2 separate regions of the Sus scrofa genome follow, and region 1 is linked to region 2. Evidence: chromatin contacts called from public promoter capture Hi-C data. All regions are on one chromosome and are shown on one strand. The core of a region is the stretch at or near the end of the contact, and the rest is flanking DNA. Distances in the headings are between cores, read along the strand shown.

Region 1 (6,964 bases), core at 594-3,093, 78 kb after region 2:
AGAAGTGGCAGTTGAGATTTTGGTCTTTCTGTTTTTTTTTTCATAATATGTCCCAACTGGGCCTGCATGCAATTACTTTTATTCTATAGTTTCTTTGTATTTTGTTGCTGGAGATGTTTGTCCAAATGCAGGCACTACAGCAAGGGGGCTCCAGTTCTCCATTCTAGTCTGTCTCACCTAGGCTGCTGTAGGAAAGAAAGCCCTTGCCTCAAGGGGTTTCCTTATTAGTAAAGAAGAGGAAGAGGTAGTTCTGTGAGGCAGTGGCAAGCATGGTGAAACAAGCAGGGAAAGAGTGCCTGGTATGGAATTATCAGGAATGATCAAGAGGGTCTGAGGTGAATGTACCTCCTTTCTGGAGTGGTTTGGAAGCTCTTATCTTTCTCCAGGTAGACTGGTGAGTAGATATTGCACAACATGAGCAAAAGAATTGGTAGCAAATCCACTCTTGGGCACATATCTGGACAAAACATTCCTTGAAAAAGACATGCACCTGTACACTGCAGCACTGATCACAATAGCCAAGACATGGAGACAACCTAAATGTCCATCCACAGATGAATGGATAGAAGATGCAGTTTATATACACAATGGACTAATACTCAGCCATAAAAAACAAAATGCCACTTGCAGCAACATGGATGGAACTGGAAACTCTCATACTAAGTGAAGTAAGTCAGAAAGAGAAAGACAGGAGTTCCTGTCGTGGCACAGTGGTTAATGAACCCGACTAGGAACCATGAGGTTGCGGGTTCAATCCCTGGCCTTGCTCAGTGGATTAAGGATCCGGCATTGCTGTGAGCTGTGGTGTAGGTCACAGACGCAGTTCAGATCTCACATTGCTGTGGCTGTGGTGTAGGCCGGCCTCTACAGCTCTGATTAGACCCCTAGCCTGGGACCCTCCATATGCTGCGGTGCACCCCTAGAAAAGACAAAAAAAAAAAAAAAAGAAAGACAAATATCATATGGTATCATTTATATCTGGAATCTAATATACTGCACAAATGAACCTTTCCACAGAAACTCATGGACATGGAGAACAGACTTGTGGTTGCCAAGAGGGAGGGGGAGGGATTGGGATGGACTGGGAATTTGGGGTTAATTGATGCAAACTATTGCCTTTGGAATGCATAAGCAATGAGATCCTGCTGTATAGCACTGGGAAGTAAGTACATCTAGTCACTTATGATGGAACATGATGATGTGACAAAAAGAATGTATGTATGTATGTGTGACTGGGTCGCCTTGCTGTATAGTAGAAAATTGACAGAACACCGTAAATCAGCTATGGTGGGGAAAATAAAAATTATTTAAAAAAAAGAATTGGCAGTATAAAGAGGAAGAAACTTCAGTCCTTCCCAGTTGTGCAGGGAGTAGGGGTTCTGCTCTAGAAGGGCCGCATTTCATCTAAACTACCCAGTGACGACCTCGCATCTCGCTGCTCCAACATGTTGTGGCCAGAGAGTTGAAATGCACCCTTCTCTGTTAGCTTTGTGTATTTACAAAAAGTGTATTCCCCACTCAGCAGTCTCCGCACTGGGCGGCATGTGTGCTTCCCAAAAACCGAGTTCCCCCCCCCCCTCATCTTGCCCTCTGCCACCTTACGATGAGCCCCTCGCCTAAGAAAGAACCGCGGGGACGTGGCCCGCCCACCCCACGCTCACATCATCAGATCCCGCTCCTCCTGGTCACCGGCTCTACTACACTACCCCATGTGCCATCTGACCCCGCCCACAGGCGTCCCGTTGGGCCCGCCCCACCCACACGGCCCCGCCTACTGCTCCACCTTCTCCGCGCCCAGCGGCCCACCATCCACGCTTAGTCCCGGCCCTCCCCGCACGTGGCTCCGCCCCGCCGCTCCATGTCCAGCCTACCTGCTCTCCAGACCCCGCCTCGTCTTCTCGTCCCGCCTACAGTCCCGCCTGTGTCTCCCCGCACGCACGTTGCTTCGCCCTACAACGCCCCAAGCCATCTCGTGTGGTTCCGCTTGTTCGTATTCCCACAGCGTCCCAGGTCCGCTTGTGCCTCCCCGGCCCATGTCACCCCTGCCCCCTCCCCCTCCCCCCTCCATGTCGCCCCTCCTCACGTCACTCACGCGACTGTCGCCGCGCACACGTCGCTCCGTCAACGTCGCCCCCGCTACACGTCTGTCCGCTGCACGTTGTCCCGCCCACGTTCCAGGGTCGGCAGTCGGGCTGAGGACATGTGGGCGACGCTCAGGGGGCTGGGGGTCCCACACGCTAGGCTCCTGGGCGGCGCCCAAGGCCTGCACACCTCGCCAGTGTCCTATGGCAAGAACCTGCTTAAGAAATTTGCTTCGAAAACCAAGTAATGCTCCCTGAGTGGGCGGGACGGTGGCCCCGGGATGGGGGTGGGGGTGCCCTGCAATGGGCGGGGGTACGGCACGGGGTCTACTGCTTGGGCGTTAGCTTGAGTCCCAGCCGGATCCGTAAGCTCAGCCTTTGCTTGATAGGTTAATGGCTGTTGAAAGATCATCAGTTATTCCAGCCCTAACGTTTGCAGTTTTTCCCACTCAGCTTTCTGTTTTCTACGCAGTTGTTTTGATAAAGTGGTGAGTCTCCTAAAGGCTAGCAGTAAACCATGAACTTATGAAGCAACGTGATATACACTTTTACAGTCCTCCCAGGCTCCGAGCTTCCACATTCAAGATTCACCCAACCTTGGGTTGAAAAAATTACAGCAAGTGCTGAAAAGCAAAATCTAAATTTGCCTGCACTGGCAACTATTTACATAGCGTTTACATTGTATTAGGTATCATAAGTAACCTAGAGAGATTTAATCTGCAGGGGAGGGTGTGCGGAGGTTATGTGCATATTCTGCTTGTTGAGCATCCTCGAATTGGGTTTTTTTTTTTTTTTTTTTTGGTTTGTTTTTTGCTTTTTATTTTTTTTTGCTTCTTAGGGCCACACTTGCAGCAAATGGAAGTTCCTAGGCTAGGGGTCAAATCAGAGCTACAGCTGCTGGCTTGCATGCAGCACAGCAACGCAAGATCTGAGCTGTGTTTGGGACCTCATGGCAATGCTGGATCCTTAACCCACTGAGCGAGACCAGGGATCGAACCTGTGTCCTCTTGGATACTATTGGGTTACTTACTGCTGAGGCACAATAGGAACTTCCAAACTGTTCCTGTTTTTGATGACCAGTTTGAGGAGTACTGGTTAGATATTTTGTAGGATGCCCCTTTGTTGGGATTTGCGTTATCTTTTTCTCATGATTTTACTGGAATTACTGATTTTAGGGAGTAAGACCACAGATGAAAAGTGCCGTTTTCATCATAACATGTCAACACATACATACTGTCGACATGGTTTATCACTGTTGACAATAGTCTTGATCACTGACTGAGGTCATTTGTGTGTGTCAGGCTTATCTACTGTAATGTCAGCCTCCCACCATTCCATACTGGCTTGGACGGAAAGTCACATGTGCAGTCCCCGCTAGAGGAGTAGGAGTCATGCTCATGAATTAGCAGCAGTTCTGCACAGGAGATGTGGCTCTTCTCCCTTTACTAGTTAACTCATCAGTATGAACTTAGGGGTTATATATAACCCAGTACTACTTAATTTTGCTCCAATTGTTTTGGCTTTGACCCTTGGGAGCTCTTTCAGATACCTTATATATTCCTTTGGGATTTTGAAAGTAAATAATTTCTTTATCACTTTCTTACTTTCTGGCACTATAGGATGCTTCAGCCCTAGAACCAACCATTTCCCCTAGGAGCTCTGATTCCTTTTATTGAAGAGTGACGTCAGAACCGTGTGACCTAGAGTTCCTGTCGTGGCTCAGCGGTTAAGGAACCTGACTGGCATCCATGAGGACGTAGGTTCTATCCCCGGCCTCGCTCAGTGGGTTAAAGATCTGGCATTGCCATGAACTGTGGTGTAAGTCACAGACGTGGCTTGGATCCCACATTGCTGTGGCCCCGGTGTAGGCTGACTGCTACAGGTCCGATTGGGTCCCTAGCCTGGGACCGTCCATATGCCATGGGTGCAGCCCTAAAAAGAGAGAAAAAAAAGAAAAGAAAAGAAAGAAACCTTGACCTGAGAGCTTAGTATGTTCATTGCTACTGACATATCTCTCTTTTAGGCCTTTTCAGCTGACAGAGTGAAAAAAATATGTGCTTATGTTAACCCGTGTATATATGTGCTTATCTATAAATGTTTCTGCATGTCATTATCACCTGTAGCTGTAATAAGAGAAACAAGTTCATACTGATCTCCACTTCTAATCCATTGGCACACAGATCATTTTTGCTTCTTTCCTTTGCTTGTCTGCAACAATGAGGAGCCTGGTTGGTCTCCCATCTGCTTTCTATTTATTAGTGTTCAATCTTTTTTTTTTTTTTTTTTTTTTTTTTTTTTTTTTTTTGGCTTCCTTAGGCTGCACGCTCGGCATATGGAAGCTCACAGGCCAGGGGTCAAATCGGAGCTTCAGCTTCTGGCCTGCACCACAGCCATAACAACATAGGATCCAAGCTGCGTCTGTGACCTATACCGCAGCTCACAGAAACGTACTAAGCGAGGCCAGGGATCTAACCCACATCCTCATGGATACTAGTCAGTTTCTTTTCTGCTGCGCCACAATGAGAACTCCTGTCCAATCCCAGTGTTGATGTGCAGCAGTGTCCATTGATAGCCATACCTCAGGAAACAGCTTTATGGAATAGAGGACAGTACTCATATGCAGTTGGTTAAGTGTATTTTTAAGATCCTCTTTCTCTACCTTTGGGACTAGAGGTAGACTTTAGGTAAAAATTATGAGCTTGAATTAAAACTGTCTTCTGTGTCTTCCCCACAATTGATGCTGTTGTCAATTTGATAATCTAAGTCTTTTCTCTCTCTCTCTCATTTTTTTTTATAGTCAGACCTGCAGCGTGTGGAAGTTCCCAGGTCTGTATTGGCTTCTGAACCCACTGAGCCACACAGGAACTCCCAGTATTTAAATCTTTTAGACTCTCAGCAACTTAATTTCTACATCCAGGTTTAGCCTCTTAGAAACAGTCTTAGTATCGTAACCTGAAGTTAGCTTTTGTAACTTTTTTTTTCCTTTCTTTTTTTTTTTTTTTTTTCCTTTTTCCTTTTTGGCTCACCCCACAGCATATGGAAGTTCCTAGGCCTGGGATTGAACCTGTGCCACCACAGAGACAACATTGGATCCTTAACTTGCTGCACCACACTAGAAACTCCTGTAACTGTCTCTTATTTAATTTGCCATCAATACCCAGCATAATTCTTTCTTTCACCCCTAGGAAGAAGTTTTGGTATGAAGGTCCTTCCTTAGGCTCTCACTTGGTAAGTATAGAGTAGCAGTGATGAGCTGCTCTAGAACCTTGATGGGCGTGAGGCTGCAAAAGTTAAAGCAGGAGTTCCCGTCGTGGCACAGTGGTTAATGAATCCGACTAGGAACCATGAGGTTGCAGGTTCGGTCCCTGCCCTTGCTCAGTGGGTTAACAATCCGGCGTTGCCGTGAGCTGTGGTGTAGGTCGCAGGCGCGGCTCGGATCCCGCATTGCTGTGGCTCTGGTGTAGGCTGGCGGCTACAGCTCCGATTAGACCCCTAGCCCGGGAACCTCCATATGCCACAGGAGCGGCCCAAATAAATAGCAAAAAGACAAAAAAAAAAAAAAAAAAAAAAAAAAGTTAAAGCACTCCAGCCTGGCAGTCCTTCCGTTTTAGCCTTGGAAGGGACAGGGTCTGTAGGAGAGAGACTAGACTCACTGGTAACACGAAATTTTGTCCTTAAAAAAAAAAAATTACATTAACGTTTCCCACAGTGTTGTATCTGTTAGCAGACTCTTAGTACGGTAATGTCCATTCAGTTATCAAACTCTTAGTATGATAATGGCCGTTCAGTTTCGTGTGTGTATTAACACATCTATGTGGAGATATACATATCTTTTTTTTTTCTTTTTTTCCTCTGATTTTTAGGGCCATACCTGCAGCGTATGGAGGTTCCTAGCTAGGGGTCTAATCAGAGCTGTAGCCGCTGGCCTACACCACAGCCACAGCAACGCAGGATCCGAACCGCATCTGACCTACACCACAGCTCATGGCAATGCTGGATCCTTAACCCACTGAGCAAGGCCAGGGATCAGACATGCAACCTCATGGATCCTAGTCGAATTCGTTAACTACTGCACCATGAGGGGAACTCCTAATAAAGTATATTGTTATTAGATATATTGCTATAGCACACTTAATAGATTACTGTACAGTGTAAACATAGCTTTTATATGCACTGAGAAACAAAACATTTTTGTGAGTTACTTTATTTCAGTGGTTGCTTTATTGAAGTGGTCTGTAACCTGCAGTATTTCTGAAATATGCTTGTACTGTAAAAATATGTAATGAATGGTTTTTTGGGGGGGCCCACACCCATGGCATGTGGAAGTTCCCAGGCTATAGCAGCAAACTGAGCCGCTGCAGTGACAACACAGGATCCTTAACCTGCTGTTGCACCATAAGAGAACTCCTAATGAATTGTTTTTATTAGAGAAAAAAATACACTGTATACACTAAAAATAACTACTTTTTAAGAGGAAGATCTTTATGGTATGTGGATTATACGTGTATATATTTTGTTTTTTTAGGGCTGCACCTGTGGCATATGGAGGTTCCCAGGCCAGGGGTCTAATCGAAGCTACAGCTGCTTGCCTGCACCATAGCCACTGCAGTGCGAGATTTGAGCCACATCTGTGACCTAGACCGAAGTTCACGGCAATGCTGGATCCCTAACCCACTGAGTGAAGCCAGGGATTGAACCTGCATCCTCATGGATACTAGTCATATTCTTTTTTTTTTTTTTTTTTTTCCCTTTCCAGGGCTGCATCCACAGCATATGGATCTTCCCAGGCTAGGGGTCGAATTGGAGCTAGAGCCACTGGCCTTCGCCACAGCCATAGCAATGCCAGATCTGAGCCACATCTGCGACCTACACCACAGCTCATG
Region 2 (6,919 bases), core at 3,851-6,350:
CCAACAGAAACAATGAGTGACTAGAAAAACTGGGGAAAAATATGAAAGTTTGTGCTTCCCCTTATACAACACACCAAAAATCAAGGTAGGTGAGGAGTTCCTGCTATGGCACAAAGGGATCGGCAGTGTCTTGGGAACCCTAGGACACAGGTTCAATCCCTGGCCTGGCATGATGGGTTAAGGATCCAGTGTTGCTGTGAGCTGTGGCGTAGGTCACAGATGTGGCTCAAATCCTGCATTGCTGTGGCAGTGGTGTAGGACGGCAGCTACAGCTCCGAGTCTACCCCTAGCCCGGGAACCTCCATATACAGTGGGTGCGGCCCTAAAAAGCAAATAAGAAAAAAAAAAAAAAAAGATATGCAAGGGACAAAGTAAACATGAAACAAAGTTCAACATTATTAGTAATTTTTAAAAGCTAGTTAAAATAGAAAGACGCCACTTTTTACTGATCAAATTAGTTAAACATCTTCTTCCTCTAATGCTAATAGTCTGTGCTGGCAGGGATGTCACAGAGCAAGTTTTTCTCTCCTGCCCTGAGAGCGTAGTTTGCACAGCCTCTTCTGCTACAAACAATGGGACAGCCCACAAGTCAAATGCAGGCCTGCTCTTCAGAGGAGCTGGTCCAAGGGTCTAAGCAGGTGCTCCACGATCCCAGCAAACATGTCTTGTTCCCAGGGGACACACACCAAGCTTGGGCATGAGTTTCCACAGGGAATACCTTCTCTGCATCTTCTAAGTAGCAGAGAAAAGCTCCAATGGAAGAGGAGCTGTGTACCTACTCCCCAGTGCCCTGACTGCCCTGAGTAGCAGGCTGTTACTACCTCTCGGATACATGTCACTACCTCTCCAAACAATGTCACATCTTTGACACAATGTTACCACATGTCTGATATAGTATTGCCCTGTCTCTGGGACAATGTTACCAATCTCTGACCAGATAGGGACCCGGCTTGAGATCTGTGAATGCAGGAGGCTCTGGGTCAGGAGACCCCGCCACACAGTCCAGACAGCCTAGCCTCCTACCCCCCACTTCTGCTTAACAAACTCTCCTGGCTTCTGCCACCACAAAGACCAAATCTGCACATCAGCATTTTGTATGATCTGCTGAATGCTGGTTCTGCAAATGTATGGTAAGAATCGTAAAAAATAAAGGTATTAGAGTTCCCTGAGTTTCAGAAACCCAGGGTTTGTACAGTGTGGTCAACTCCTCCTGCTGACCACTCTCACGCCTCACCCCAAGGCTTGCCAGGTGGACTGGAGTTCTGAGGACTGCATCCCCAGACGGCTTTGGGAAACGCAGTCTTCATTTCTTCTAACTCCACCACTTTTCTAGTGTAGATCCAGGTCCCATCTCACCCAGAGCCTATCACAGCCCCCAGTCTGTGCTCTCCCCTCCCCCACCACCCATAACGCATATAAGTGTGGCTGGTACATGCATGCAGCACTCCTGCTGAAGTGTTAACCCTGCAGCATCCAGCCCAATGCCTGGCTCATGGGAAACCCTCAAAAAGCTATTAAATCAGATGGGCTGTTAACCTATGAAGCCTGGAGGGGACCCGGGAGTAGGAGCTTCGGAACCTCCAGAGAAAGGAAGAAATGGGAGCATATGCATCACCCGAAGAGCAGTGGGACTGTGGAACCAGGGGGACAGGAAAGCATGTATTTGTTGCAAGTCAGAGATAGCACATCCCCAAGTCAGAGAGACCCTGGAGGAGAGACTAGTGCCCTCTGCCAGTCTTCCCTTCTTCCTATCCTATTCCTATCTTCTGGAATTCTGGCTGAAGGCAGCTCTGCAGGTTCACACTGTAGCCAGTGAACCCCTGAAGTGACCCAGGATAGCTCAGGAAGCTGACTCTATGGGAAAGGAGCAATCAGACATGCAGAAATAGACTCACAAGTGAACAAAGCACAGAATACACCAAAGACTCCCAAAGGCTCAGGACCTGCAGTGGAGACAGAGCTCACAGTCCAAATACCAGTAAAATCCAGAAGCACTGAGAGACAGCATCCAAGAAACTGGCTTAAGGAGTTCCCACTGTGGCAAAGTAGATTAAGTATCCAACTGCAGGAGTTCCTGTCATGGCTCAGTAGTTAACAAGCCCGATTAGGATCCATGAGAATGCAGGTTAAATTCCTGGCCCCTTTCAGTGGGTTAAGGATCTGGTGTTGCCGTGAGCTGTGGTATAGGTCACAGATGTGACTCAGATCTGGTGTTGCCATGGCTGTGGTATAGGTTGGCAGTTACAGCTCTGATTTGACATCTAGCCTGGGAATTTCCATATGCCACCGGTTCTGCCCCAAAAAAGACCAAAAAAAAAAAAAAAAAAAAAAAAAAAGAATCCAACTGCAGCAGCTCAGGTCACTGCAGAGGCGCAGGTTTGACAAAGCCTGGCACAGTGGGGTTAAAGGATCTGGTGTTGCCACAACTGCGGCATAGGATTCACCCCTGGCCCAGGAACTTCCATATGCCACAGGTATGGCTATAAAAGAAAAATTTAAAGAAAAAAAGAAATTGGCTTAATTTCTAATTTCTCCAAACTATATATTTAGATGTAGATTAGGTATTCTATTTTCTTTTTGCAATTCTGAATGATAAGTATACTGGGGGTGGGGAAGACTTCTGAAAGGAACTATTTTCCCATAAGGCAGTCCAACCTCAGGCAATCCTCCTCCACAGACTGGAGGAAACTTCCCACAGCCTAAAGGAAATCTGCTTCCCAACCTAACACTGTGAGCTCCCAGGAGTGGACCCCCAGTGTGCTCCCCACCCTCCAGAGTGCACACAAACCTAGGGGTGCTCAGGTTAATAGCAGTGTTACACACAATTACAGTTTGAGACCTGATGAGAAAAGGGAAGGGGCACGTCCTGAGGCAGCTGCTGACTGCTGCCCTCAGCCAAAGGGAAAGGAGGAATCTTCAAAATGCAGTTTTTTAACTTATGGTAAACAAAAATGAGCACCATCTGACCCCTTTTTCAGAAGTACAGGCCCAGAGCCAAAGCTCAGCGTGACATATTCTCCCAGGAGGAGGGTCGACTCACCAGCTCACCTTTGAAAACCCCAAAAGGAGCAAAAACAAGGTGAAAGTGACCACAGGCTGCCAGGGGCCAGGCAGACAGAAGGTGAAGGAGCTAGAGGGCTTTTGGACTCAGGGGACTCACCTCCTGATAACCACAGAGGGAATAGCTGCCAAAACTCCTCAAACTGCACACTTGCAATGGGTGATTTCATTTCATATAAATCATACCTCAGAGTAAGGTGGACTTCAAAATCAATTAGCAAAAAAGGCAGATTACTCCAATAGTGACCAAAAGGTCAAAAGGAAGAGCCAGAAGCAGCACTCTGGACACTAGCTGCCCTAGCCCTTGTCCCTCCTCTTACCCAGGCAGCCCTCACTGTCTGTGCTGATAGAGGGACCTGGAACCATTTGGCAAGAAGGAAAGTTGAAAACTTCTTTGGCCTTAGAACGAGGCTACAAGACCTCTGAAAACACACCCTCTCAATCATGTCTGGCTTCAACAGCTGTTAAAATTAACTTTGAGTTCCTTACCAGAATGCAGATGATAAGAGGAAGTAGAACTGGGAGGAGCAGGAAAAAATAGTCTCTTAAGTATTACCCAGAAAAATTGACTTACTATTTAAAAAACAAACAAACAGGAGCTCCCACTGTGGTGCAATGGGACCCGCAGCATCTTGGGAGCACTGGGACATGGGTTCAATCCTCGCCCTGTACAGTGGGTTAAGGAACCAGCGTCGTCACATCTGTGGCTTAGTTCGAGGCCACCATTTGGATCTGATACCTGGCCTGGGAGCTCTACATGCCCTGGGGCAGCCAAACAAAAAACCTACATACCCAACAGGGGAGGCTGGTAGTGACGCCCTCCAAGGCAGCCTGGAGGGGACAGGTTAGTCCTTCCTATGCTGATCACCTTCCCTTACTGTCACTTCGTTTTCTCTCCCCCACCCCCATCCCCGCCCAGCACCTCCCCAAGGCAGGGGTCCAGGCCTAGGGGGAAGCCCCACAGAGAAGGCCCTGGGGGAGAATCTGATGAATGCCTGAGCCACAGAAAATGAAGACACAGATCTGAGATTGTTTCAGATGCTCCGCTCCAATCCACCATTTTTCTCCGTCCATTTCACCAGCTCCTTCTTAGGAAGTACAGACAATCCCACCTCCCTCGCCTCACTCCGAGGAGAAAGTCACCTCTCTGGGCGCACTACCACAGTAAGAAAGCCCCCAACTTACCAGAAGAGTATCCGTAAAATATTGGCCACCAAGAGCACCAGACACACGTAGGTAGAGAATCCCTCCGCATTCTGAGTCCTCCGGATGTCCCTATACTGCGGAATGTAAGGGACCACCCCGCCGAAGACCATGGCCGCGGCGGCCCCCCAGGAAACCAGCTGCTGCAGCGGGACCAAAAGCCAATCCAAGCCTTCTGCTTCCATCTCGAACGCCTGTGTGGCCCTGCGGGCAGGCTGCCGTCCACCTGGCCCAAGTCCCTCAGCGCTCACGGGCTCCTGGCATGCGCCCTGTCACCCCCACACGCCGCCGCCATCCCGGGCAATCCTGCACCGTGGGAGCCTGGCAAAAGAAGAAACCGGGTAAAGGACTCGGAAAGGGCCTCAAGGCCGGGTGAGGGCCGCACTCGGCAAGGATGGCCCCGAGGCCCAGGAAGCGCCCTGGGCGCACCTCTGAAGCACGACCCCCTCCTCGGACACGCGTGACTCCGGGAGCCCTCGGCGCGCACACCCGCCTACGCTGGGAAAACAGAGGCGCGGGGCGCACCGCCCAGCGTTGGGGCTCGGTTCTGAGAGAGCGGGTAGCGCAGCCTAGGGATGGAGGATGGGGGAAAGGGGCAAGGGGGCGCACACTGCCCGGGAGTCCGGCCCGAAGTGGAGGTTCAGTCCGGGGGCCGTCCGCCCCCCACGCAGGACGAACCCAGCGCGGCGCCCGCGTCCACGCGCTCGGCGCACCCCGCCAAGCCTCACCCGAACGGTCCGCTCCAGGCGGTCAGTCCTCCGTCTGTCTGTCAGTCAGAGTGCCAGACCGCTCCTCGACGTGACGTCATAATACGTGGCTCCGCCCACGCCGGGCGGCCGGACAGGCGCCCCTGGGTCCTAGAGCGCGCCGGTGGGAATGCCCGTAGGGCAGGATGAGGTTGGGGCCTGAGGTCTTGGCGGGGGCACTACACCCGCCCAGTGGGTGTTGCTCCGCTGGCCCACGTGGCTGGGGTTAGGAAATACTTTCCTGTCAGGGTCGATACTTCTGGGCCAGGTGCCCACGTGGACCCGGGGCCACCTGTCCCGTGGCTAATAGCTGTGTAGACGCTGCACCCAGCCCAGGAGAACGACGGACCGCCCTCGGGGTCAGCGCGAGGCCTGGGGACGCTCCATTCTTGGGAAACAGGGCGGGTCTGAGCGCCCCGGTGGTCCTTCCATCATTCTTCCTCTGACCAGGTCCTTGGGTCCCATCCTGACCCTGAGGATAAGAGGAGCAGAGTTGACAAGTTTGCGGAGGGTGTTTAGGCTAGGCTAGTAGGGCCAGGAGGGCGATTCCTCTGGAGAAACAAAAGCCCACCCCGCAGCCTGAAGCCCTTAGGATGGACTCACTGCTGGCCTCCAGTCCCACCCCTTGCCTTGGTGCTGAGCCCCCTGCCAATGCCATGAGTGAAAGTGCCTGGCTCCCTGGGTCTCCTCCCCACCCTCTTTGCTCAACCTCACCTGCTGGCTAGGTGCAAATAAGGTAGAGCAGTGAGCTCCACTAGGAGGTGGCCCAGTTCCTGGCTAAATGGAACTGACCCAGACCCCTGCCTTCAGGCCTTGGACTATAACATCAGTGAGAAGGTAACTGGGCTCGACCCCTGGAACAGGGATGTTCATTACAAAGGAGCATTACTTCCCCCAACACACACACTCCAATCATGAAAAATCCGCAAGATCAGCAACACTAACCTAACAACACTCCACCATACACATACCCCCACACTGATGACCCCTAACAACCCACATCAGCCATTTCTAACTTTCCAAATCGACACCTATGTTGTTCCCTAGTAGTGGAACCACTGCACACCCAGCCGGGTTGCCACTCAGCCCAACATGGGGCAGACGGTAGACAAAAATGGCGCCTTTCGATAAGACTGCATTAAATGAAAGCATAGCATCTCCACACCTGTTTCATAAGCAATGGTGCTTAATGTGCAGAACACCTGCAGAGACCACAGAACTGTGCTTCAGCCCTGAACCCACTGCATGCCCCATCTCTGCAGGCCTTGGAACAGGCCATCTAACCTTCTGGGTCTTCTCTGGACTCTGTTGGACTCAGGTCAGGTGCTGAAACATATCCTTTGAAGATCAAGGATATGACCACCTTTCCAACCCCTGCCTCTCTGCCTTCCAGAGCTTCATGTCTGGGGGGACCCCTGCTCGGCCTTTGGGCAGGAGTGTCCATGTAGCCAATGGATTGCTGAGACCTCCCACAAGCACATTGTCGCCTTTGTAGAACTGAAATGGCAAAATCACAAAAGTAAGATGAAAGGACAACAAAGAGGAGAAAAAAAAAATTTTTTTTAAGCAAGAAAGGGGAAGTTCCCTTGTGGCACTGCGAGTAAGGATCCAGCATTGCCAACATATATAAACTGTAGGTTGCAACTGCAGCAAGGGTTTGATCCCTGGCTTGAGAACTTCCACATGCCACAGAGGCAGCCAAAACAAAACAAACAGGAAAGGAAAGCTGCACACCCTGAGAGTTTTCCTGCTCCTCCTGGTTATGAGGCTGCATGTTCTTCCCTGGTGAGAAGGAGCTGCCAGGGCCCCAGGGCAGCCCAGGCAGAGCACCCCTCCCCAAACCAGTGAAGAGAACCATAAGCAGAAATGCAAACTCCACCTGCAATACAATCAGGAGAAAGCAGAAACTC

What was found. Promoter capture Hi-C pulls out the DNA fragments that hold promoters and counts their contacts.
Region 1: a promoter capture Hi-C map of fetal liver shows a contact between it and region 2, with 2.6 times the contacts expected there. The contact joins the promoter of RBFA here to the promoter of PQLC1 in region 2. A contact is called at or near these places in 2 of 5 promoter capture datasets (fetal liver and liver), 2 of 47 Hi-C or Micro-C datasets (embryonic fibroblasts and liver) and 1 of 2 datasets of contacts at active chromatin or transcription factors (alveolar macrophages).

What each region holds. Positions count from the first base shown.
Region 1 is chr6:128,028,554-128,035,517 of Sscrofa11.1, forward strand. It overlaps RBFA (putative ribosome-binding factor A, mitochondrial), which reads left to right and starts at 1,844. Exons shown (of 7, transcript XM_001924525.4): 1 at 1,844-2,325; 2 at 5,267-5,309. The coding sequence starts at 1,859.
Region 2 is chr6:127,947,168-127,954,086 of Sscrofa11.1, forward strand. It overlaps PQLC1 (PQ-loop repeat-containing protein 1), which reads right to left and starts at 5,101. Exons shown (of 5, transcript XM_005660578.3): 1 at 4,992-5,101; 2 at 4,246-4,584. The coding sequence starts at 4,448.